Regions from separate parts of the Mus musculus genome. Here regions 2, 3 and 4 are each linked to region 1. The links are chromatin contacts, called in public Hi-C, HiChIP or PLAC-seq and promoter capture Hi-C maps. All regions are on one chromosome and are shown on one strand. Each heading gives the region's core, a stretch centred on a gene start, on an enhancer-like site or on the middle of the called end of the contact. The rest is flanking DNA. Distances are from core to core; before and after follow the strand shown. Region 1 overlaps Tnk2 (tyrosine kinase, non-receptor, 2). Region 2 holds the start of Pcyt1a (phosphate cytidylyltransferase 1, choline, alpha isoform). Region 3 has its middle 3.3 kb from the start of Smbd1. Region 4 has its middle 20 kb from the start of Zdhhc19.

Evidence for each region. Hi-C and Micro-C count contacts between places; a contact is called where the count stands out from the background. HiChIP or PLAC-seq counts read pairs in DNA pulled down with a chosen protein or histone mark. Capture Hi-C pulls out chosen DNA fragments and counts their contacts.
Region 2: a Hi-C map of natural killer cells shows a contact between it and region 1, with 5 times the contacts expected there. The contact joins the promoter of Pcyt1a here to the enhancer-like site in region 1. A contact is called at or near these places in 2 of 39 promoter capture datasets (neutrophils and pre-B cells), 5 of 484 Hi-C or Micro-C datasets (CD4 T cells, embryonic stem cells, memory CD8 T cells and 1 more), 7 of 115 datasets of contacts at active chromatin or transcription factors (CD8 T cells, double positive thymocytes, effector CD8 T cells and 4 more) and 2 of 9 other capture datasets (adipose tissue and liver).
Region 3: a promoter capture Hi-C map of adipose tissue shows a contact between it and region 1. The contact joins two enhancer-like sites. A contact is called at or near these places in 1 of 39 promoter capture datasets (liver), 1 of 15 datasets of contacts at CTCF or cohesin (the NIH/3T3 cell line), 2 of 484 Hi-C or Micro-C datasets (adipose-derived mesenchymal stem cells and stem cell-derived neural progenitor cells), 4 of 115 datasets of contacts at active chromatin or transcription factors (embryonic stem cells and pancreatic cancer cells) and 3 of 9 other capture datasets (adipose tissue, liver and pancreatic islet).
Region 4: an H3K4me3 HiChIP or PLAC-seq map of the 230-238 cell line shows a contact between it and region 1, with 31 read pairs. The contact joins two enhancer-like sites. A contact is called at or near these places in 13 of 39 promoter capture datasets (the HPC-7 cell line, cranial neural crest, embryonic stem cells and 8 more), 3 of 15 datasets of contacts at CTCF or cohesin (the G1E-ER4 cell line, embryonic stem cells and thymocytes), 12 of 484 Hi-C or Micro-C datasets (the G1E-ER4 cell line, bone marrow-derived macrophages, cardiomyocytes and 3 more), 31 of 115 datasets of contacts at active chromatin or transcription factors (the 230-238 cell line, CD8 T cells, the HPC-7 cell line and 14 more) and 4 of 9 other capture datasets (adipose tissue, liver, macrophages and 1 more).

What each region holds. Positions count from the first base shown.
Region 1 is chr16:32,648,590-32,653,798 of GRCm38.p6, reverse strand. All of the region lies in intron 1 of Tnk2 (tyrosine kinase, non-receptor, 2), which reads right to left. Among named protein-coding and RNA genes, the nearest start is that of Tnk2, 6.6 kb to the right of the region's middle. Within about 2 kb of position 2,593, at least 114 of the 459 cell types and tissues checked have an H3K27ac peak or open chromatin away from gene starts, as enhancers often do. A contact at or near this core is called in the 230-238 cell line, CD8 T cells, the G1E-ER4 cell line and 9 more, where this site is marked.
Region 2 is chr16:32,428,821-32,434,029 of GRCm38.p6, reverse strand. It overlaps Pcyt1a (phosphate cytidylyltransferase 1, choline, alpha isoform), which reads right to left and starts at 3,109. Exons shown (of 9, transcript NM_009981.4): 1 at 2,999-3,109. Tctex1d2 (Tctex1 domain containing 2) reads right to left here. Exons shown (of 5, transcript NM_025329.4): 5 at 4,931-5,209.
Region 3 is chr16:32,811,159-32,816,367 of GRCm38.p6, reverse strand. No RefSeq gene overlaps it. Among named protein-coding and RNA genes, the nearest start is that of Smbd1, 3.3 kb to the right of the region's middle. Within about 2 kb of position 3,232, at least 56 of the 459 cell types and tissues checked have an H3K27ac peak or open chromatin away from gene starts, as enhancers often do. A contact at or near this core is called in adipose tissue and pancreatic cancer cells, where this site is marked.
Region 4 is chr16:32,514,053-32,519,261 of GRCm38.p6, reverse strand. No RefSeq gene overlaps it. Among named protein-coding and RNA genes, the nearest start is that of Zdhhc19, 20 kb to the right of the region's middle. Within about 2 kb of position 2,766, at least 224 of the 459 cell types and tissues checked have an H3K27ac peak or open chromatin away from gene starts, as enhancers often do. A contact at or near this core is called in the 230-238 cell line, CD8 T cells, the G1E-ER4 cell line and 4 more, where this site is marked.

The DNA.
Region 1 (5,209 bases), core at 1,344-3,843:
CTCCCTTCTCTTCCTGCTCCAGAAACCTGGGGGCTCCCTGCTGGCAAGACAAGGGATGTCTGGACTCCAAGCAAGCCAAGAAAGATATAGACACTCAAATTAGAGGCTTCCAATAAATGGCCTATTCAAGTCACCACAGAAAACGGTCAACAATCCACCCAGCACCACACAGCCTCACAAGCGTCTTCCTTGATTAGAAGCGAAAACAAAAATTATCAAATACCAAATAAAGCCTCTAACTTGGGAGAGCAAAAAAGCAACTGAGGAGGGGGAAAAAACAGGCTCTGGAGAAGAAAATTTCAGACAGAAAATTCTCAGTAATATGCTCGAACTGATAAAATGTATCCACAAAATAAGAACAAGGGCCGTTTTTTGTGTTTAAACCAAGGAAACAAAGTATCAAAAACTGGGCTATCGAGAAGGCTCAGCCCTTACGGTTCATGCCTGCCCTCCAAGCCTGCCACCTAAGGTTAGATCCTGAGTTTGATCCCCAGGAAACACAGTGGAAGAAGAGTACCAACTTTCACAAGCTATCTTCTAATGGCCACACATGGGCCATCACAGCATGCATGTACTGTTTTAAGATCACCGGTAAGAAAGCAGACTAGGCTAGGGAGATGGCTGCAAAAGTGCAAGAACCTGAATCTGTATAAAGTGTATGAATCTGCCCGGCAGTGGTGGCGCACACCTTTGATCCCAGCACTTGGGAGGCAGAGGCAGGCGGATTTCTGAGTTGGAGGCCAGCCTGGTCTACAAAGTGAGTTCCAGGACAGCCAGGGCTACACAGACAAACCCTGTCTTGAAAAACCAAAAAATAAAAATAAATAAAAAATTTTATTTATATATATATGTATGTGTGTGTGTGTGTGTGTGTGTGTGTGTGTGTTAAGAATCTACACAACCCCACTTTAAAGCCAGCAAGTAGCACTGGCTCACTGGCTCAAAATGAAGTAGAAAACTAGGGTTGTCCCTTACTCTTCACACATGAACTACATGTGCAAAGCATGTGAACATCCACATTCACAGACAAATCATGTATACTGACACACACACACACACACATACACACACAGAGAGCAGACAAAGGAGAAAACATCCATATCCACCCCAAATAGCAGGCAGGCTCACAGCAGGCATTTCTAAGTACAGGCTACTGTTTTGTTGTTATTGTTGTTGTTGTTGTTTTCAAGACAGGGTTTCTCTGTGTAGCCCTGACTGTCCTGGAACTCTCTTTGTAGACCAGGCTGGCCTCGAACTCAGAGACTGCTCTGCCTCTGCCTCCCAAGCACTGAGATTAAAGGCGTGCACCACTATGCTCCACTGGCCACTGTCTTTTAAACCTAATGTACACACAAGCCACAAATGCAGATTCTGAATTCAAAGATAAAGGCTGAGTCCAAGAGTCTGAATTTACAACAAGCTCTTGAGAGATGCTGTGGTCACTGGTCCATAAAATACCATCTGAAAACAAGGATCTCTTAGCTCTTAGTTCTTTATCCAGCTGAGCATTGAAATCATCTAGGCATTTTGAAAATGTCAACATTGGACTCCATTCCGTATGATTCTAATCAAATTGGTCTAATCAGTCCTGAAGCCTCTTTAGATGGATCTGAACTTGGGCTGAGAACCACAGCTCTAGACAAACCTCTAATTGTTGCAGTCGTTTTTCCTGGCCTAGCCAATCCATTAAAAAATACATCTTCACATCACGAAAATCAACATCAGCTTGTAGACCTACTCACTGTTCAGATCGTTCTAAATCCCAAGTCTCATTAACATGAGTGGAGAAGGAATTTATTCTGAGAATTTTCCCTTGCTAGATTCCCATACTCAGCCCGACCTTTCAAAACACAATCTTCTTTTAAACGTGACTTTTAAGTTTCAGTGAGTCGAGGCTCTCTGGGAAGGAGACATCTTTTAGGGAGCTATAGATTAGCTAATGGGACAGTATAGTTTCAACAGCTCTTCATGCAGCAAAGGACTTTAAACTTCAACACTCAACACTCTGATGGTTTGGATAGGAAGTGTTCTCAGAAAGGCTCATGGTCAAGGCGTGGTCAATGGCATTTTGGTGTTACCGAGAGTGACTGGATCATGAGGTGTCTGACCTGGTCAATGAATCAATTATTTGATTGAGTCACGATCTGAGGCCATTAGCAAGCCATGGATGGATCTGGCAAAAGGAAACAGGTCACTAAGGACGTGCTTTTGACACCTGCCCCTTCCTGTCTAACTTCCTACCTCCAGGAAGTTCCAAGCATTGCCCTGCCATGCCCTTCTGCAGCTACAGACTGCCTCACCATAGGCCCAAAAGCCATGGAGCTATCCAAGCCCAGACCGAAGCCATCTCTCCAAGCGTTTCCTCCCTCAAGCTGATTTCCTTATGTCCTTATCACAATGATAAAATAACTCATGTAAGTAAGTGCAAACTATGAAACCTGAAACACAATGGCTCACACCCTCAAGACTTGGAAGGGAAGCAGTTTCTGACCTAGATCTCTCTATTCATGTAACCACCAACTAAGCATAGCCTGCTATGGGTACTATCAAAGGCTTCCTCTTCAGGAAGCTACACAGGATGTGTGCTACCAAAACCATCAAGAGGAGGAAGTATGGTTTGAACAGGAAATGGCCCACAGGCTCAAGTGTTCTGGTATACGGTCCCCAGCTAGTGATGCTGTTTTGGTAATCTGTGGGAACTTCAGATGGGGCTAGCTGGGGGAACGGGGGATTTACAGCCCAGACTCCAGCACAGGTATTCTCTGCTTCCTGAAATGAGAAGTGAGCCATACCATACAGCCCTGCTACCATGGAAGGAGCTGCCTGCCACCATACCTTCCCCAGCCCCATGATGAGCTGTATCTCCTGACCGCTGATTACATCATAGGGAGACCCCTGTCAAGAAAGAAAAGAGTCTGTCATGCCTTTAATCCCAGCAGAGGCAGGCAGATTTCTGAATTTGAGGCCAGCCTGAACAACAGAGTAAGTTCCAGGACAGTCAGGGGTATACAAAGAAACCTTATATCAAAAAAAAAAAAAAAAAAAAAATTAAAAGGAAGGAAGGAAGAAAGAGAGAAAAGGAAAAATGAAGTCTGTTTAATACTGATCTGATTTGGTTAGAAGCCTGAAACCTTTCTGCCCAGGGTATTTTTGCATTGAATCCTGGAACCTGCTCTACAGTTCTGCTTTTTAGCCCCTGCTGTGTGTTTAGTAATATGGTTCTATTATGGAGTTGGAGTACATTTTTCTTTGTGTAACTGTGTCAAATGAGTTAAAAAAAAAAAAAAAAAAAAACCTAAAAGTCATGAATAGTGCTGCACACCTTTAATCCTGACACTTGGGAAGCAGGGTCAGGTGGATCTCTGTGAGTTCAAGGCTAGCCTGGTCTATAAAGTGAATATCAGGCCAATCAGGTATACAAAGTAAGGCCCCTGTCTCAAAAAAAAAAAATTTTTTTTTAATTAAATCCTCTTGTAAAAGGGGGTGGGGTTGGGCTGGTGAGATGGCTCAGTGGGTAAGAGCACCCGACTGCTCTTCCGAAGGTCCAGAGTTCAAATCCCAGCAACCACATGGTGGCTCACAACCATCTGTAACGAGATCTGACGCCCTCTTCTGGTGTGTCTGAAGACAGCTACAGTGTACTTACATGTAATAAATAAATCTTTAAAAAAAAAAAAAAAGGGGGGGTGGGGTTAAAAAAAATGGCTTAGCAACCGGGCAATGGTGGAGGCAGAGGCAGGTGGATTTCTTTTTTCTTTTTTTTTTTTTAAGATTCATTTATTTATTATATGAAAGTACACTGTAGCTGCCTTCAGACACTTCAGAAGAGGGCATCAGATTTCGTTATAGATGGTTGTGAGCCACCATGTGGTTGCTGGGATTTGAACTCAGGACTTTCGGAAGAGCAGTCAGCGCTCTTAACCACTGAGCCATCTTGCTAGCCCGGCAGGTGGATTTCTGAGTTCAAGGCCAGCCTGGTCTACAAAGTGAGTTCCAGGACAGCCAGGGCTATAAAGAGAAATCCTGTCTCGAAAAACAAAAACAAACAAAAAAAAATGGCTTAGCACTTAAGAGCACTGGCCACTCTTCCAGAGAACCTGGGTCAAGTTCCCTACATCCACACAGCAACTCACAACTGTCTGCAATTTTAGTTCCAGGGGATCAGGCACCTCCTTCTGGCCCCTGTTGGGCACCAGGCACATATGTGGTACATATACATCCATGCTGCCAAAACACTCATGCAATGCACACAAAAATAAATAAAATCTAAGAAGAAAGAGAATAAGGGGCAGCTAGCTTTCCAAGACGAAAGAGGGGAAAAAATGTCCTAAGTTGAGAAGACGGAGCTGAAACCCCAGGGAAGGTACAGTGCTTACAATTCAGAGCACTAGAAAAGAAGCAGCCCCAGAGATCTCTGCCAAAGGTCCCCTCAGGAATCTGCTGAGCATGGCTCTCAGCACGTGAAGAAACTGACAAGACTGGGGAAGGACCACCCAGGGGGTAGGAAGAAAATGGTGCTGAGCACTTACCACTCCAGGAGAGTGCTTGCTCGCTCTCAGCAGTAACTATTGAGATTATTATTTTTATTATTACTCATTGTAGCTTAGAAGTTAAGGTTCTTATTTAAACGAACCAGTGCCAGTGTGGTATGGGTTTTGTAATATAACTGGTTCAAAGAGAGGAGAAATGATGGCATATCATTTCAGGTTCTTACTCTAACATCACTTGACAGTAAACTACAGAAAGTAAAAGATGCACACTCTGAGTGCCCAGCCCTCTTGCCTCCATTCTGAGTGCCAGGGCTACCAACATGCAACACTATGCCTGACTCCACAAAAGAGCTTAGCAACCCAGGCGTGGAGTGCAGACCTATAATCCCAGCACTAGGGAAGCAGGGGCTGAGGCAGGAGGCTATGCAGATTCCAAGACTAGCCTAAGCTATTTAGCAAGTTCAAGGCCAGTCTGGGTTGTAGATGCCCAACCTCAAAACAAAAACAAAAACAAAAACAAAAACAAAAGTTAACAAATTACTTACAAGTGGTACATATTTATATACTATTATGTAATTCATGTTAACAGATCAAAACAGAAATTCCACTGACCGACACAAAGCCTCAAGTCCAACAACCAACCATATACTGATTAACCCCAGTACTCAGGAGGCAGAGGTAGGTAGATCTCTGAGTTTGAAGCCAATCTGGTCTACAAA
Region 2 (5,209 bases), core at 1,860-4,359, 220 kb after region 1:
GGAATAATCCTACTGGTTGTTTGACCATGCTCCAGTGAGTCTATGGGTAACACAAAGCTGACCTTTTTTTCTATCCTTTTTCTCAGGGAGGTCACAAGGGTAGCAGTTGGATTGGGAAGACTGGGATGTGAACGTGATGGCGTTCATTATGTGAAACTCCCAAATAACAAATAAAAATATTATGTTGGAAAAGAAAAGAAATAATCCTTCCCATAATCAGAGTGAGTTAGTGTTAACATCAGGAAAAGCAGCCTGGAACCCAGTGAGACCATGTTCCTTATGAGGAGGTCCTCAAGAACGACAAACTCTCCATATTTATACAAGGAGAAATCATAAGCTCATTCTCTCTCAATAAAGTCACCATACTGGTTCTCACTGAGGCTGGCCTCAAACTCTCTATGCAGCCAAGGAAAGAGTTCAAGGATGGCCGTGAACTTGTGATCCTCATGCCTTTACCACCCAGCTGCTGAACGTACAAGCCTGTACCATCATACCCAGCCATTTTGCTAGCTTGCTTTGAAAGAAATCGGCAAATCAGCCTTGGTTTAAACCCCAAATTAAAAACAAAAACAAACAAGCACAAGCGAAAAACTAGCCAATTCCCTAGAGAAGTGAAGTTGAAGCAGGTTCTCTTCTAGTTCCTTCTGGTTGTGTAAAATATGTGTCAAGTACATAAGCATTAGTCCTAAAGGTGTAACTGGTCAGGCCAGAATAGTCCTCCAAACCCTCAGCAATTTCCACTTAAGAACCTTTCTGACTCTTCATTCCCTATTGTAAAGTGTACAGTGAGAAGGGTGGCTATTAGGTAGGTAACCAGATTAATACACTGTAGTGAAGTTAAAACAGCCCAGGCTAACCTAGGATTCACCATCCTCCAGCCTCAACTTCTCAAATGATAGGATATATACAACCACAGCTAGCTTTCAAATTCCTGTTACCATTGTTTTGTTTTGAGATATTCATTCTCATTCATTCTCTCTCTCTCTCTCTCTCTCTCTCTCTCTCTCTCTCTCTCTCTCTCTCTCTCTCTCTCTCTCTCCTGACTGTCCTGAAGCTTACTATGGAGAGCAGGCTGGTCTTTAAAGGTATGTTCTACCATGCCCTATCCCAGTATCTTTTTTTTTTTAATTTTTTTTAGACAAAGTCTTTCTATGCAATCCTGGCTGTCCTGATACTCCACTTGCAGTTGAGGCTGGCCTTGAGCTCAGAGATATCCCTATCTGTACCTCCCAAGTGCTGGAATAAAAGACATTTGGTACCACACCTGACCCAATACCTTTTTAATAGCAATCCTATTTACTTGTAGACTCTCCAACCATAAAGATTGAATAGAATATGAAGATCTATCTCTCCCTACTTCTATTTTATTCTTAGCAAACTGTTTTCTGGGTTTGCAGTTTTGCTCTTAAACTGTGTTATCCTCAAAGTTTCTCCTTCCTCAATGCCTATTCCTGGCAGTTTCTCCACAACAAACGCCTATATCCTTATTGCTTCTATAACTATCACCATCCCTATTTCAATATAGCTTTTGGCTCTCCCAACAAAAATTGTGTTTTAGTCCTCAATCATAACTAGCTATCTTGATTACGGTCAAATAGCTTTCTCCAGTTAAGGCCATCTGTTGGAGCCTGTGGCCAGCACAGGTCCCAGTTCCTAACTCACTCTACACTTACTTCTCTGCAGTTCCTTAATCATAGAATCATTACAGAAAGAAAAACCTCAAATAATCCAAACCCACTACTTCTCAAACTAAAAAAGCAACAACAGCAAAAAGCTAGACATGGTGGCATGCACCTTTAATCTTGAGGCAGAGGCCAGGAGTCTCTGTGAGTTCAAGGCCACCCTGGTCTAGATGGTTCCAGGTCAGTGGCTATACATAGTGAGATCCTGTATTAATGCCTCAGAGCCAGCACTGGTGAGGCAGAAATAGGCAGATCTCTGAGTTCAAGGCCAGCCCGGTCTACAGAGGGAGTTCCAGGACAACCAGGGCTACATAGAGACACCTTGACTTGAAGAAACAAACTCACAAGCAAGAGCAAAGAAACAAAACCAAAACACTTTAAGTCCACCAAAATTTTTAAGCCCAACTGAAAATACTTGTCTCAGCCTCCTGGGTGTCTGAATTCTAGTTGTGTATCACCACACCCAGTTTTCAAACTTTAGCTCGTTTACTGCATACGTAGTAAGATGTAGGAAGCTAACTTTATAGCATCATTGCAAACACACCTGAAACCTATTTTATAAATCCTTACTATGTGAACACAGCGGGGATTTCTATTGTAGACCAGTTGTCTGTATTTAGTTAGTTGCCATCCAACTAAACTGTCTTCACAGCCCAATAGTAAACTGGGACTCAGAGTTGGGTGGCATAATCCAACTCTGAACTTTCCGCTTACTGACGAAGACACTAGCTCAGTGGTGAACTAAGTTTCTCACCCACGGAAGTTTGCCCGTAAAATTCAAACTCTGGTCTGGTCTCACACCAGTGCGGTTTCTTCGTAAGACCTGTGCCGGGTGGGTCCCTCGCTCATTCACTCACACTTTGTACACAAACACAAGTGCAAAGCACCACCCCCAATTCCTGATCTTACATTCTCCTCCAAGTCAGCCCTCAAAGTCGCTGCTTGTCGGTGAGCGCGCCCTCGCAGCCGCTGCTTCATGGTCCCTCGGATCAATCCCCTCAGTCACTATCCATCGATCAGTCAGTCCCCGGGTAGTCACTGCTGCATACTTACTCGGTCATGGTCCCGTCGCAGCCTCTGCCTCGTGCTCTCCGAGGTCAGAGTCCCTCGCATTTACTGCTCCGGGGGTCACAGACCCCTCACAAGCGGCCACCCCTGGGTCACAGTCCTCTTGGCTGTCATTGTACCTCGGTCACAGTAGCCTCCTGCTTCACACTTTCCCTAGCTGTCACTGGCCCACTCTTCAGTCGCAGCCCCCTCACGCTCCCAGCCCGCCTTTGTCCTCGCAAAGCACCCACTACCCGGAGTTTCCTTACCTCAACTCCTCCAGGCTCCGGTCCCCCTCGGATCCCTTCCCCGCGCCGCGTCACCGACTAGCGAAGTCAAATGGGTTGCGGGGAGACGCCCGGGAAACATCTGACCGGACTGCGGACCGGAAGTCCCGCCTCCCGCCCGCCCTCTTGTCAATGCCACCTCCGCATTCCTGAAAACCACAACCTGACAGAGTAGTTCCGCTTCCAGAGGGGCCGGGCGCGTGGGGTGACTGAGCCGAAGCGCTGGAGGCAGGCGCGGGGTCGGCGGGCTCGGAATTCCGGATGTGTGGCGCCTCCTGCCGCCGGTCTCCCGGCGTCCCCTGCGCCCGCTGCCCCTCGCCTTCTCCGCAGGGCTGGGGCTCCGATGTCCGACCTCCCCGAGGACTTCGAGCCCGCCGGCTCGGTCAGGCGAGCTCGGGTCTGAGCTCATCCTCTGTCTGCCAGTTATTCGGACCTGGGTTGACTCATCAGAAAACGAGCCTAGAAATCGACCCGGGAAGTAGTGGAGCAGGAGTAGAGGCGAGGGCAAAAATGCACAGACAAGGAGGCTGTAGTCTAGGGAACGAACTTCCTACGGTGAGCTTTTGGGGGATTTTGTTTGGCCGAGTCCCCCCCCCCCACACACACACACACACAACACACTTCTAAGATTTTGTGTGTCCACGGAGGCCATAAATGGGGTGACATGTCTTGGAGCTAGAGTTAACGGGCCTTTGTGAATACCTGGGTGCTGGGACCTGAACTCTAGTGGGTTTTGTTTTTTTTGGTTTTTTGGTTTTTTGTTTTTTGTTTTTTGTTTTTTTTTTTTTCGTTTTTTCGAGACAGGGTTTCTCTGTGTAGCCCTGGCTGTCCTGGAACTCACTCTGTAGACCAGGCTGGCCTCGAACTCAGAAATCCACCTGCCTGTGCCTCCCCAGTGCTGGGATTAAAGGCGTGCACCACCACTGCCGGGCTAATTCTAGTCTTAATTGAACAGTAAGTGCTTTTAACTCTTAACCACTGAACTCTCTCTCCAGACTTTTTGAGGGGAATTAAAAGTAACTATCAGACATGGCCTTTACTGTTGCCGAGACTGGCCTGGACCTTACTATTTGTCCCATGCCGGCCTTGAATTTGCAGTGGACCTCCTGCCTCAGACTCTAGAGTGCGGTCATTAGCCGCCACACCCTGTGCAATTCTGTAGCTGTAAGGCAAGTGGGAAGAAAACTCTACAGGAGAAAGATGGGGGGGGTGGGGGTAGACTTTTATGTATTTGTTTGCATTTTTTACTTGAAGATAACTGAGAGGAAAGAGGATGGGTGAACTTGTGCATCTGCTGAGGTGCTTCTAAGGAGAAAAATGATTAAAAGCTAGCACACACACTTAAGTTCAAATAGGTATTTGGACTTGGCAGATAAAATGCCCCCAAAAAAGGACTTCGTAGCTGGAGGAGACACCAAGGGCCTCTCTGGGGAAGATGGGCATCACAAAGGTAGTAGTTTAGACTGTAGCTAACATAGAAACCTAGGAATCTTTTTATGGTGGTGGTTATTTTCTAGACAGGGTGTCTCTGTATAGAGCAGGCTAATGTATAATTCACAGAGATCCACCTGCTTCTGCCTCTTGGGTGCTGGGATTAAAGGCGTGTGACAGCACCACCTGGCTGAAACTCCTTGCTCTACTTTCATGTACACTTGAAATTTCTCAGACCCTGTCACTAAACAAAAGGGATATACCTTTAAGCAGTGAGCTGTGTAAACCATAGGGTAGTCAGCCAATAGCTGAGCACAAATAACAGGCCAGAAGAAACGAAAGCAACAGTACAAAGAAAGTAAGTTTTTATAATGGTGCAAAATTTGAAATTAGCCCCTTGATAAGGAAAGGTCAAAATTCAAATGGTATAACCTAATGATATAAATGCAGCTATTATGAAAGTCATAAAAACTATTCATGACATAAGGGGTGAAAACACACAATTTATTTTATAAATATTTTTTTACATCTTATAAGGAACAATGAATAGAAAATATACCCAAGTATCTAGTCATCTGACATATTAAAATGAATTTTCCCCTTTTTCTCTATATTTTCCAAATGTAGAAAGGGCAGAGATAACATAATAAAATCAAGCCATTTAAACATATACAACTTAACAGATTTTAGGTACCAAAGTGCCAACTTGTTTTTATTTGGTCAGGAAATTTAACAATATAAAAAAGTTAAGGTTCCTTGAAG
Region 3 (5,209 bases), core at 1,983-4,482, 160 kb before region 1:
GATCCTATTATAGATGGTTGTGAGCCACCATGTGGTAACTGAGAATTATACTCAAGACCTTTGGAAGGGCCAACAGCACTCTTAACCGTTGAGCCATCTCTCCAGCCCTAGGAGGAAGCCTTGACTTTTCAACTCAATGGAATGTTTGCTTTGCCTCCTGGAAGAAGCACACCTTCTTCTGGAACCTAAGCCTCTAGGTCAATAGATCATAAGGCTGTGAAAACAGGAAGCAGACATTTGCTAGTGGGTCACCAGGGTGATGGTGAATGAAACTACTCCTACCTTTGCCTTTTGAGTCCTGGACCTGTGAGTCCTAGCTATGGGAGAAACAGTACGACTTACCCCAATGCTGTTTCAGATCATGTACTGCCTTCTGGAGAACACTGCCCCACCCCCCGAGGCTACTGCTGCCTAGCCGGTTCTGTAACTGTCCTTAAAAGACCATTCCGTTGTTTTATCAGGCCAGCTGCTTCAAGATGGTGGGGTACATGGCAAGACCAGTGAAGTTCCGTGAGCATGGGGTCCACTGTTGCTCCTCTTTGGCTGGGAAGTGAGTTCTTTGGTCAGAAGCAATGCTGTGTGGAATACCATGAGAGTGGACAAGGCATCCCATAAGTCCATGGACAGTGGCTCATATAGAAGTGTTACACGCAGGGAAGGAAAATTGGTAATCATAACAGGCAACTAATTCCAGTAAGGATAATGTATTGGCCTTTCCATGACAGAAGCAGTCAACGTTGTCAGCCTGGTGTCTGGTCTATATAGAGAGTTCCAGGACAAAGAGACTCTGTCTCAAAAAAAAAAAAAAAAAAAAAAAAGTGGGGGTGGGGAGTGGGGCTATAATACACGGAGCCAGTGAGTTTTGGAGTGCCTGCCCCTCACAGTTGCCCCCTCCTTATAAGTCTGAGAGATGGCTGCTATGTAGACTTGAGCCCTAGGGTCACATTCCTCACCTGCAGCTGGACTGAACTGGCAAACATGCCTTTCCCCTCCCCCACGACTCAACCCTGTCCTTTCTCCCCAGCCCCCTCCCGCCTGCTATGTCTCTTGAGGCTTAGCTGCTCAGCGGAGTCTCCTTTTTATAGACCAAGCTCAAGTTATCCAGGAATGCACAGGTCCTCCGTCCCAGGCACTCCCTCTGCTCACGTTACCAGAAGGTCACAGTTATGAGAGGCCACAGTGCTTTCCCCAAACTCTGACCATGTAAGTCACTTTTAAGAGACACAGGTCCTTTGCTGTTTTCTTCAGCTATAAAGAGCCCACACTCTAGAACCTCCACTTTCCGAGGCAATGGAAACGTGTCCCTTGTTGCAAAGGGTCAGCTGGTCGTTAAAACAAAACGAAATGAAACGCAAGCCTCTCACTTCCACCCGCCAGCTTGGTTTTACATTTTTTAATTATCTTTTTCATTGGGGGGGGGAGGGGGGAGGGCTGTGCCACTGTGCATATGTGAAGCTCAGAGGACAACTTGCAGGAGTTGGTTCTCTGCTTCCACCGTATGGGGGTCCCGGCTCGTTTGATAAAGCTCTGTCTCTCTGGAAGTCCTCAGTGCTGTAAGATCAGGGAGCTGGTACTGTTCCCTCGCTGCAGTGATTTCCACGCATGCGCGAGCCTCCTTCACCTGCCGCTGCCAAGGGGCGCCCAGCCACACCCAGCGTTCAAGGCGGTGAAGGTGGCCACTCTGAAAAGATCTTTCACCTCAATCCCTGTGACCTGAAGTCCAGCTCCTTGCACACCGCCCAGTCAGTTCCTGCCATTCCATCCCACTTCCCCATGTCTACGCTATCCCTGGTGACATCTTCTGGAACTTCCCAATTTCACTTTCCGTGCTGCGGAAGGACGCTCACAGATGTGGAATAATCTCTTTTTAAATCATGGTCTCTCACATTAGGTTTCAGGCCAAAGCTACTGTCTACTGTCTCTAGAAGGTTCACTTTTCTGTTCTTTTAAAAAGATTCCTTTTTATTATTTTAAAGTATGTGTGCACTCTGTGAGGGGTGGGAAGCAATATGCACGCGTGTGTGCCAGTGGCAGAGGCATAGCATCCTTTAAAGCTACAGTTACTAGTAGTTTGAGTACCATTGTGGGCACTGGGACCAAACAGGAGCCAAATGCAATTTTAAATGCTGAGCTGTCTCTCCAGTCCCCCACTTTTCCATTCTTAACAGGGACCACCCCAAACCTTTCCTAACTGCCACTCCACGGATCCTTTCATTTACCCCACATCACAAAGAAATGGTGGCATCCAGAACAGATGCCCTCCTCACTCTGCCAGAGCTCCTCTGTGCCAGGCCACATCTCTATTCTTCTACCTTGTCGCTAAATTGCAGGGGCTAGGATGCAGAAGCCTCTGTGGATTGTGCTAAAAAGCCAAATAGACTGGAAGGCGACCCCACCCAGCCAGCTGGGTGTGGTGGTGCAATTTGTAATCCCAGCACCCCAGAGGCTGAGACTAGATTCTGAGTTCCAGGCCAGCACAAACTACATAGCCAGACCCTATTTTATAAACAAACAAATAAACCAAACAAAAATATTCCATAGACCAATGTGCACAGAAAATGAAGTGCTCTCCTGGGAGAATTTGGCTTCATCTCTTGTGGCCATTTCTTGTGTGTTTAACTTCTCACCGAGAGTAGAGGCACTAATAATAAAGTGTTGACACGTTTTTTTTTTCCATTTTAAAAATCCAGACTGGGGCTAGAGAGATGGTTCCACAGTTAAGAGCGTTCACTGTTCTTGAAGAGGACCTGAGGTCAGTTCCCAACACACACGTGGCAGCTCAAAATTACTCTAACTCCAGTTCGGGGAATCTATCGCCCTCTTCCGGCCCCTACAGGCCCTGCATATGTGGGATGCACATACATTCAGCCACCAAACATTTATTAATTAAAAGTCGGAATAAATAAATATTTTAAAAATATTTATCTCTTAAGTTTACTTTCCTCCAAGTTATTTCCTCTTTAATGGCCAAACACCTCCAAAACAATGACTGCACGTTCTGCCAACTTCTGAACATCTGCTACCCTCAATTAAGCCAAATACTACTTCCTTCCTATTCCCACTTCCTTAGAAATACGTAGGCCCGAGGGTCCCTGTGCCATCTGGAGGGGTAACCCGAGTGGACTCTTCGCAGTGTGGCCCTTCTGGATGCCTGAGAAATATTTGAAGTAGCGATGCAGCAAGCAGTTTCTCTTAGAGAGGAAGGACACTGTCCTGTGCTGGTGGCGCCATCTGCTGGTATTGCAGATGTTATACCCAACTTGTTTTCTCTCTCTTCCTCCCCTTGGGCTCTCAAGGGAGGCATCCCCGCAAGATGGGTGAAGAGATAGTCAAATCATCTAGACAAGCCACACCTAAGTCTTTGCTTCTACTACATGGAAACACCCCCCCCTCCCCGTTGAAGTCATCAGGGCGACACCCATAGACCTCTGAGAGAAGAAAAAAAAAATCCCCTTCTAGGGCTGGAAAGATGGCTCAGGGGTTAAGAGCACTGACTGCTCTTTCAGAGGTCCAGAGTTCAAATCCCAGCAACCACATGGTGGCTCACAACCACCTGTAATGGGATCTGATGCCTTCTTCTGGTGTGTCTGAAGACAGCTACAGTGCACTTATATACATAAAATAAAATAAATCTTTAAAAAAATTTCCCTTCTAGCCAGGCAGTGGTGGTGCACACCTTTAATCCCAGAACTAGTGGAGGCAAGACACCAGAGGCAGCCAGATCTCTGTGAGTTCAAAGCTAGCCTGGTCTACAGAGTGAGTTCTAGGACAGCCAGGGCTACATACACAGAGAAACCTCGTCTTTAAAAGGAAAAAAAGTGTCTCTTCATGTAACCCAACCCAAGGCCCTGAGAAGTCGATGAGCTCACTGGAATATGAGTATTATGCCTGCAGCTCCCATTATACTTAAGCCGCATGCTTTCTCCCCAATAGTAGGACTAAAGGAAAGCTGTCCACTCTCAACACTTTAACTCATCACAGTGAAACAAGTTCTAGCCACTCTAAAAAGGTGGGAAAAGGAAATGAGATAGATCTGTGTTTGCAGATGTCACGGTTATGTAGAAAGTCCCAAGGAATTTGTTTCTAAAAACAAATCTAGAATAATGGAGTGAGCCCTGCTGACACATGGTGTATGACTTTGACCTCTGGGGCTGTGAGAAGACAGATCTCTTCTATTTTATTAGCTAGTTTAGAGAGCGGGTCTCGCTAAATCATAGCCTTCTTGGCCACTGGCTCCCTGAGAGCCAGTTTTCCATCCCAGCTTCTGCACTTTTAAAGATTATTATTATACCATTATGCTTCCAGCTACACATTGCAGGAACCCTACCAAGACACCAGACAAAAGACAGTTTGTTTTCCTAACATTTCAAGAGCCCCAGGGGAAGCACACCAATTGATGCCTCTGGTTTGCTTACATAGTGATTCCTTTGCGGCCCAGGCTCCTTCCATCCTTCTGTCCTGTCAGGCTCAGCATACCGCCATTTGCTTTATCTGCATGTCTTTACCTGGTGATTGTTGTTGCCACATAAACAAACAAAAAAATCTAATAAAGGTAGGAAGGGGCAGGTGAGGACACTCAGAGGATAAAGTGCTCACTTTGTGAGCCTAACAACCTGAGTTTGAGCCTCAGAACCCATGATGGAAGGAGCGAGCTGATTCTCAAAACTAGTCTTTTGGCATCCAAATGCGTGTGTGTATGCGTGCCCCCTCCCCTATGATAGCTAAAATATAAATTTAAAAAGCATAAGTAAAAATGCCAGAGAGAAATGGGGTGTTATATCAGAGTTCTCTAGAGAAACAGAACTGGTAGAATTTATGTATATTAAAATGGGATCTATTAAAATGGCACACAGGCTCTGGTCTGGCTAGTCCAGCATTGGCTGTTGCCTGATGGAAAGGCCAAGAATCCGGCAGTTGTTCCATCCATGAGGCTGGCTGTCTCAGCTGGTCTTCACCCTGTGATGGGGTCCCAAAGAAGTGGGCTCTAATAGAGAAAGAATGTCTCAGCAGCAGGATAGATGAACTTGCCAGCAAGAATGAGGGTAGGCAGGCAAAAAACCAAACCAAACCAAAAACCCCAAACCCCTGCTTTGTCCGTGATCTTTTCCGAGGGCTGCTGCCAGGTGTGGCCCAGATTTAGGGTGAGTGTTTTCACCAGCTTCCAGTGGAAGGTCACAGGGTGGGGTTAGGAGTGGCTATTCTCTGTCTT
Region 4 (5,209 bases), core at 1,517-4,016, 130 kb after region 1:
ATAGGCACCCTCTCTTGTCACTTTTTTGTTGTTGTTGTTGTTGTTTTTCGAGACAGGGTTTCTCTGTGTAGCCCTTGCTGTCCTGGAAGTCACTCTGTAGACCAGGCTGGCCTCGAACTCAGAAATCTGCTTGCCTCTGCCTCCCGAGTGCTGGGATTAAAGGCGTGTGCCACCACACCCGGCCCCTCTTGCCACTTTTAAGCAAATTCATCAAAGACAAACCTGTGTCCTGGCTGGGGAGATGGCTCAGTGGGTAAAGTGCTTGCTACGTGGACATGAGGAGCTAAGGTTGGATTCCCAGAACTCACGTAAAAGCTGAGCACCGTGTCCTGTATCTGTAGTCTAGTACCAGGGGAGGGCAGAGACAGGTTCCATGAGGCCTGCTAGTCAGCCAGGCTGACCTAACCAGCAAGCTCAGTGAGACCCTGACTACAACACACATACACTACAAAAACAACATATATACAATACACAAAACACAACACACGCATGCATGCACACAACACACACACACACACACACACACACACACACACACACACACCACAAACATGATCTAAAACAAAAAGAAATCAGTCTCCAAATCCTTCAGCTCAAGGGGAGGTCAAGCTTTTGAACTACCAACATTCATTTTTAACATTCACTTGATAAACAATTCATTGACATTCCATTGATAAACAATGGAAATATGAGGTCCCTGGGGAAGGACCTGCTGGGTTGTCACATTGTGACTCATGAAAGGCCCTCATGAGTTGCTTGACTTTGTGCTAAAGCTGCAGGCCTTGGAAGTGGGTGTCACGGGGATGTTCCAAGCCATCCTGGAGGTCCAGGATGAGGGCAACCATTGAAGGACAACGGTCTAATGTGAAGTGAGACTTTAGCTCATTCTGGGAGGGTGGGGTTAGGATGTCACTTCTAGGTGGCGCACATCACCTGCCAGTCTACACCTGAGGTTTGCTTCCCTGGTCAAAGTCCTAGAGCAGTGTGCACAGGCGGGCCTGGCTCTGTCAGCACACAGTCCTTGGTTCTGCTGGAGGGTTGAGGATACAGGATCAATCGGGGCAGGATTTTACCTCTTCAGATCCAGATTAATGAAGAGATGCAGTGAGGCCCCCCCCATGTAACAATTCCCTGACTGTGTGCCTTTCACTACAGCACAGGACACCTTTGATTGTTCACAGTTGCCTAGGATTAAGGCAGGCCGGGGTGTAACTGGTCCCCTAGCTCACTGAGGTGGCTAAGACTGGAGGGAGGGGCAGCGTCAGGTACTTAATGGTATCTATTACACAACAGCACGTCCCCACAGCTTACTGCACTGCAGTCTCACGGCAGGTAAGAAAGTTACGAAAGCCAGGTATAGCGGCTCACACTTGTAATTCCAACCTGTGTCATGGGCTGAGACACCAGGATTTCTGTGAGTTCCAGGCCATCGCCATCTACAATGAAATGCTGTCTCTAAATAAATAAATAAATAAATAAATAAAAGACAGCTACCTGATATAATTTGAATATTCTTTTTTCTTCTTCTGGTTTTTTTGAGACAGAGTTTCTCTGTGTAATAACCCTGGATGTCCTGGACTTGCTCTGTAGATCAGGCTGGCCTCAAACCCACAGAGATTTACCTGCCTCTGCCTCCTGATTAAAGGCGTGCGCCATAATACCCAAGGATGACTTGAATACTCTAAGGATGGAGGCCGGGCACAACTTTCAATTTTCGTGTATTCCATGCTGCAGTCAGAGCACATTTCCCCAGGGCATGTGCTGTATTTAGGTGCTTGGGGTACTCCACACAGTGACTCAGGGGTTCTTTCCTTTGCAGTCCCTCCTCCCTCCTCCTCCTCCTCTTCTTCTTCTTTCTCTCTCTCTCTCTCTCTTCTCTCTTTCTCTCTCTGTCTCTGTCTCCAGGACCTCATTTGTGCTAGGCAAGCCCTCTAACCTGAAAACAAGACCACGATACATGTGAACAAGGAGAGGAAACTTACAGAAATGATAAGAAATTTCTTGCAGGATGGTGGTGGTACACACCTTTAATCCCAGCACTCAGGAGGCAGAGGCAGGTGGATCTCTGTGAGTTTAAGGCTAGTCTGCTCTACAGAGGGAGCTAGGACAGCCAGGGTTACCCAGAGAAACCCTGTCTTAAAACAAACAGACAGACAAAACCAAAACAAACACAACAACAACAAAAGAAAAAAGAAGAAAGACTCATGTTTTTCTTGAGTGTTTAACTGACAACCTAAAGTCAGATGGAAGAACAGACATAATTTCTTCTGCTTGGGGAATTAAGGAAATATAAAGGGGGCAGAAGTGAAGTGTAGGCTGAGGGAAAGGGGTGAACTCAGTTGACCAAGTAGGAAACAGCAGCAGGTGGCTGGGGTCGAGTCAGAGAGAGGGCGCGGGGATGGGGACTTGGGGTGGGGCACACACAACGGTTTATGTCCTATCCACTGAGGAGGTCGCTTAAACCCGAGTTACAGCCGGAACTGAAAGATCACAGAAGGTTCTGGATCTGTCTGAGGAGGAGGGCATGGGGGCTGGCAGGACGGAGGCCTGAGAACAAAGAGAGTCAATTCTGCTGGCGCATTTTCCTCAGGGGAGAAGCAGGCTTCCCATGAACTCGATCTGAAATGGGTTTAAACTCCTGCCATCACAGGGTAGTGTAGACAGGGATGGGGATTAAGATGCAGCTGTGATTGGCAGGTGGAAGACACACCCCACCCCACCCCACCCCGCTCCTCAGCCTTGGGGAGAGCCTGGCCCATCCTACTTTGAGGCAGAGGGAGCGGCTTCCGCCCTGAGCCAGTGTTCTAAGGACTGAGCCTCCCGTGCTACAACCTCCTTGTAATATGCGATCATTGTCACCCACCCAGGGAGCTGTGGGGACCTGGTATAAGGAGGGACCTGCGACACACATGCCGCTGTGTCCTGCCATTATACAAGCCTATTTGGTCCCCTCCTTTCCCTATTGAAGCTTCAGGGCTGGAGTGGCTGTCCAGGCAACCGCTCTGCCTGAAGCCTCTTTGTTCCTGAGGTTGCAGCTGCCTGGCAGTGTAGGCGGTGTAAGCAGCTTTTCGTGATTCAGACCCAGGCAAAGAGAAAAAAAAAAAAATCTAATTTGAGATCAGAGCCCACAGCTGAGGGGGAGGGAGTGTGGGGGCTGCTTCCTCCCGGGTTGGGAGAGGGGCCCAGGCTGTGTTGAGGGCTTAGGTGGCTGGGCCTGCACAGGGGTGGGCAGCAACAGCTGTGCCAATAAAACTGCCCATAAGCATCTGGTCCCGATTATTTTCAGGTAATATCTGAGCTGTTCTGTGTGTGGAAGAAGAACATTTTTCATAGTCACCCGGCAAGGCAGAGGGAAAGCTAGCCTGAAAATCAGGTGTCCTGACACCCCCTGACCACAGCTAGAATCAATCCCCTTACATAGGAAACTCCTGACACCATATTTGATCAATTTGCTTCCAGTTTTTAAAATAATTTTATTTACTTATTTAGTGTACATCCGTGATCTTCCTACTTTTGTGAGAGAGGGTGTCAGATCGCCTGGAACTGGAGTTACAGTTGTGTGCTGCCATGTGGGTGCTGAGAATTGAACCTGGTCCTTCGGAAGAGCAGCCAGTGCTCTTAACTGCTGAGCCATCTCTCCAGTCCCCTCCAGTCTTCTAAAAATCAGCATGTAATTTTTTTTTTTTACTTAAAAGGTTTATTTTTTTTTTTATGTATATGGCTATCTGTCTGTGTATGTGTGTGTGTGTATTTATGTGTGCACCACAGGTGTGCCTGGTGCCTGCAGAGATCAGAAGAGGCCACCTGACCTCTGGAAACTGGAGTTATAGATGGTTATGAGCCAACATGTAAGTGCTGGGACCAAACCTAGGTCCCCTGCTAGAGCAGCCGGGTGCTCTTAACCACCGAGCCTTCTCTGTGGCCCCTACACACGTAACTTCATAATAGCATTTGATCATACTATAAATAAGTGCATTCTTTTTTAAAACTTCCCTTTGTCCTTGTCTCCTGGACACACCATGGCCGCTCAGTGTTTGCTGCGTGAATGAGAAATGGACTCTTCTTCCCACTGTTCGGTTCAGGCCCCAGGTTGTTTTGTTTTTAACATCTTTACTTGAGGAGACAATATACTTGTTACTATTTAGTGTGTGCGTGTGTGTGTGTGTGTGTGTGTGTGTGTGTGAAATGGAGTGTGTATTAGTGTGAGTGTGTCTTCATGGTATATGTGTGGTGTGTCTATGTAGCATGTTTGTATGAGTATGTGTGGGTCTGTGTGGTATGTATGTAAGTGTGTGTGTGTCTATGTGATATGTGTGTGGTGTGTGTGTGTGTTCTGTGTGGAGTGTGTACATGTGTGTGTTCTGTGTGTGTGTATGTATGTGTGACTTGTGTGTATATGTTGTGTGTGTATTTGTGTGGTGTGTGTGAGCATTTATATGTGTATGTGTCTGTGTGATTTGTGTGTGTATGGTATATGTGTCTGGTGTGTGTATGTGTCTGTGTGATTTGTGTATATGTGGTATATATGTGAATGTGTCTCAGTGAGTGTGTCTGTGTACATGAGTGTATGTCTCTATGTGTGTCTGTTTGTGTGTGTCTGTATGTGTGTTTGTGCGTGAGTATGTGTATGTGTCTGTGTGATTGGTGTGTGTGTGTGGTGTGTGTGTATGTGTCTGTGTGATTTGTGTGTGTGTATGTGTCTGTGTGACTTGTGTGTGTGTGGTATATGTGTGAATGTGTCTCTGTGTGTGTCTCTGTGTATGAGTATACGTCTGTTTGTGTGTGCCTGTGTGTGTGGTATATGTGTGAATGTGTGTGTGTGAGTGTATGTCTGTGTGTGTGCCAGTGCACATGTGCCACAGAGCACTCACAGGACAACTTTGGGGAGTTGGTTCTCTCTCTGCCTTGTTGAGTCAGAGTCTCTCATTTCTTCTCTGTGCTGCCTGCTCCACACTAGCTGCTGAAAGCTTCTGGGAACTTCTTCTCTCCGCCTCGATCTCATGGCAGGAGGGGGTGCTGGGGTTACAGCCGCACTCTACCTCATGTGGGGTTTTAGTTGTTTCCCAGTGTGGCTCCCAGGAACAGAACCCAGGCCATTCGGCTTGCTATGTCCTCTTCCAGCAATAAGGCTGTAGATGGCTTCCCCCCCTCCCAGTGCCTCTTCTCTCAGGACTACCTGTCCCTCTGGTCCTGACTCCTGCCCCTCTAT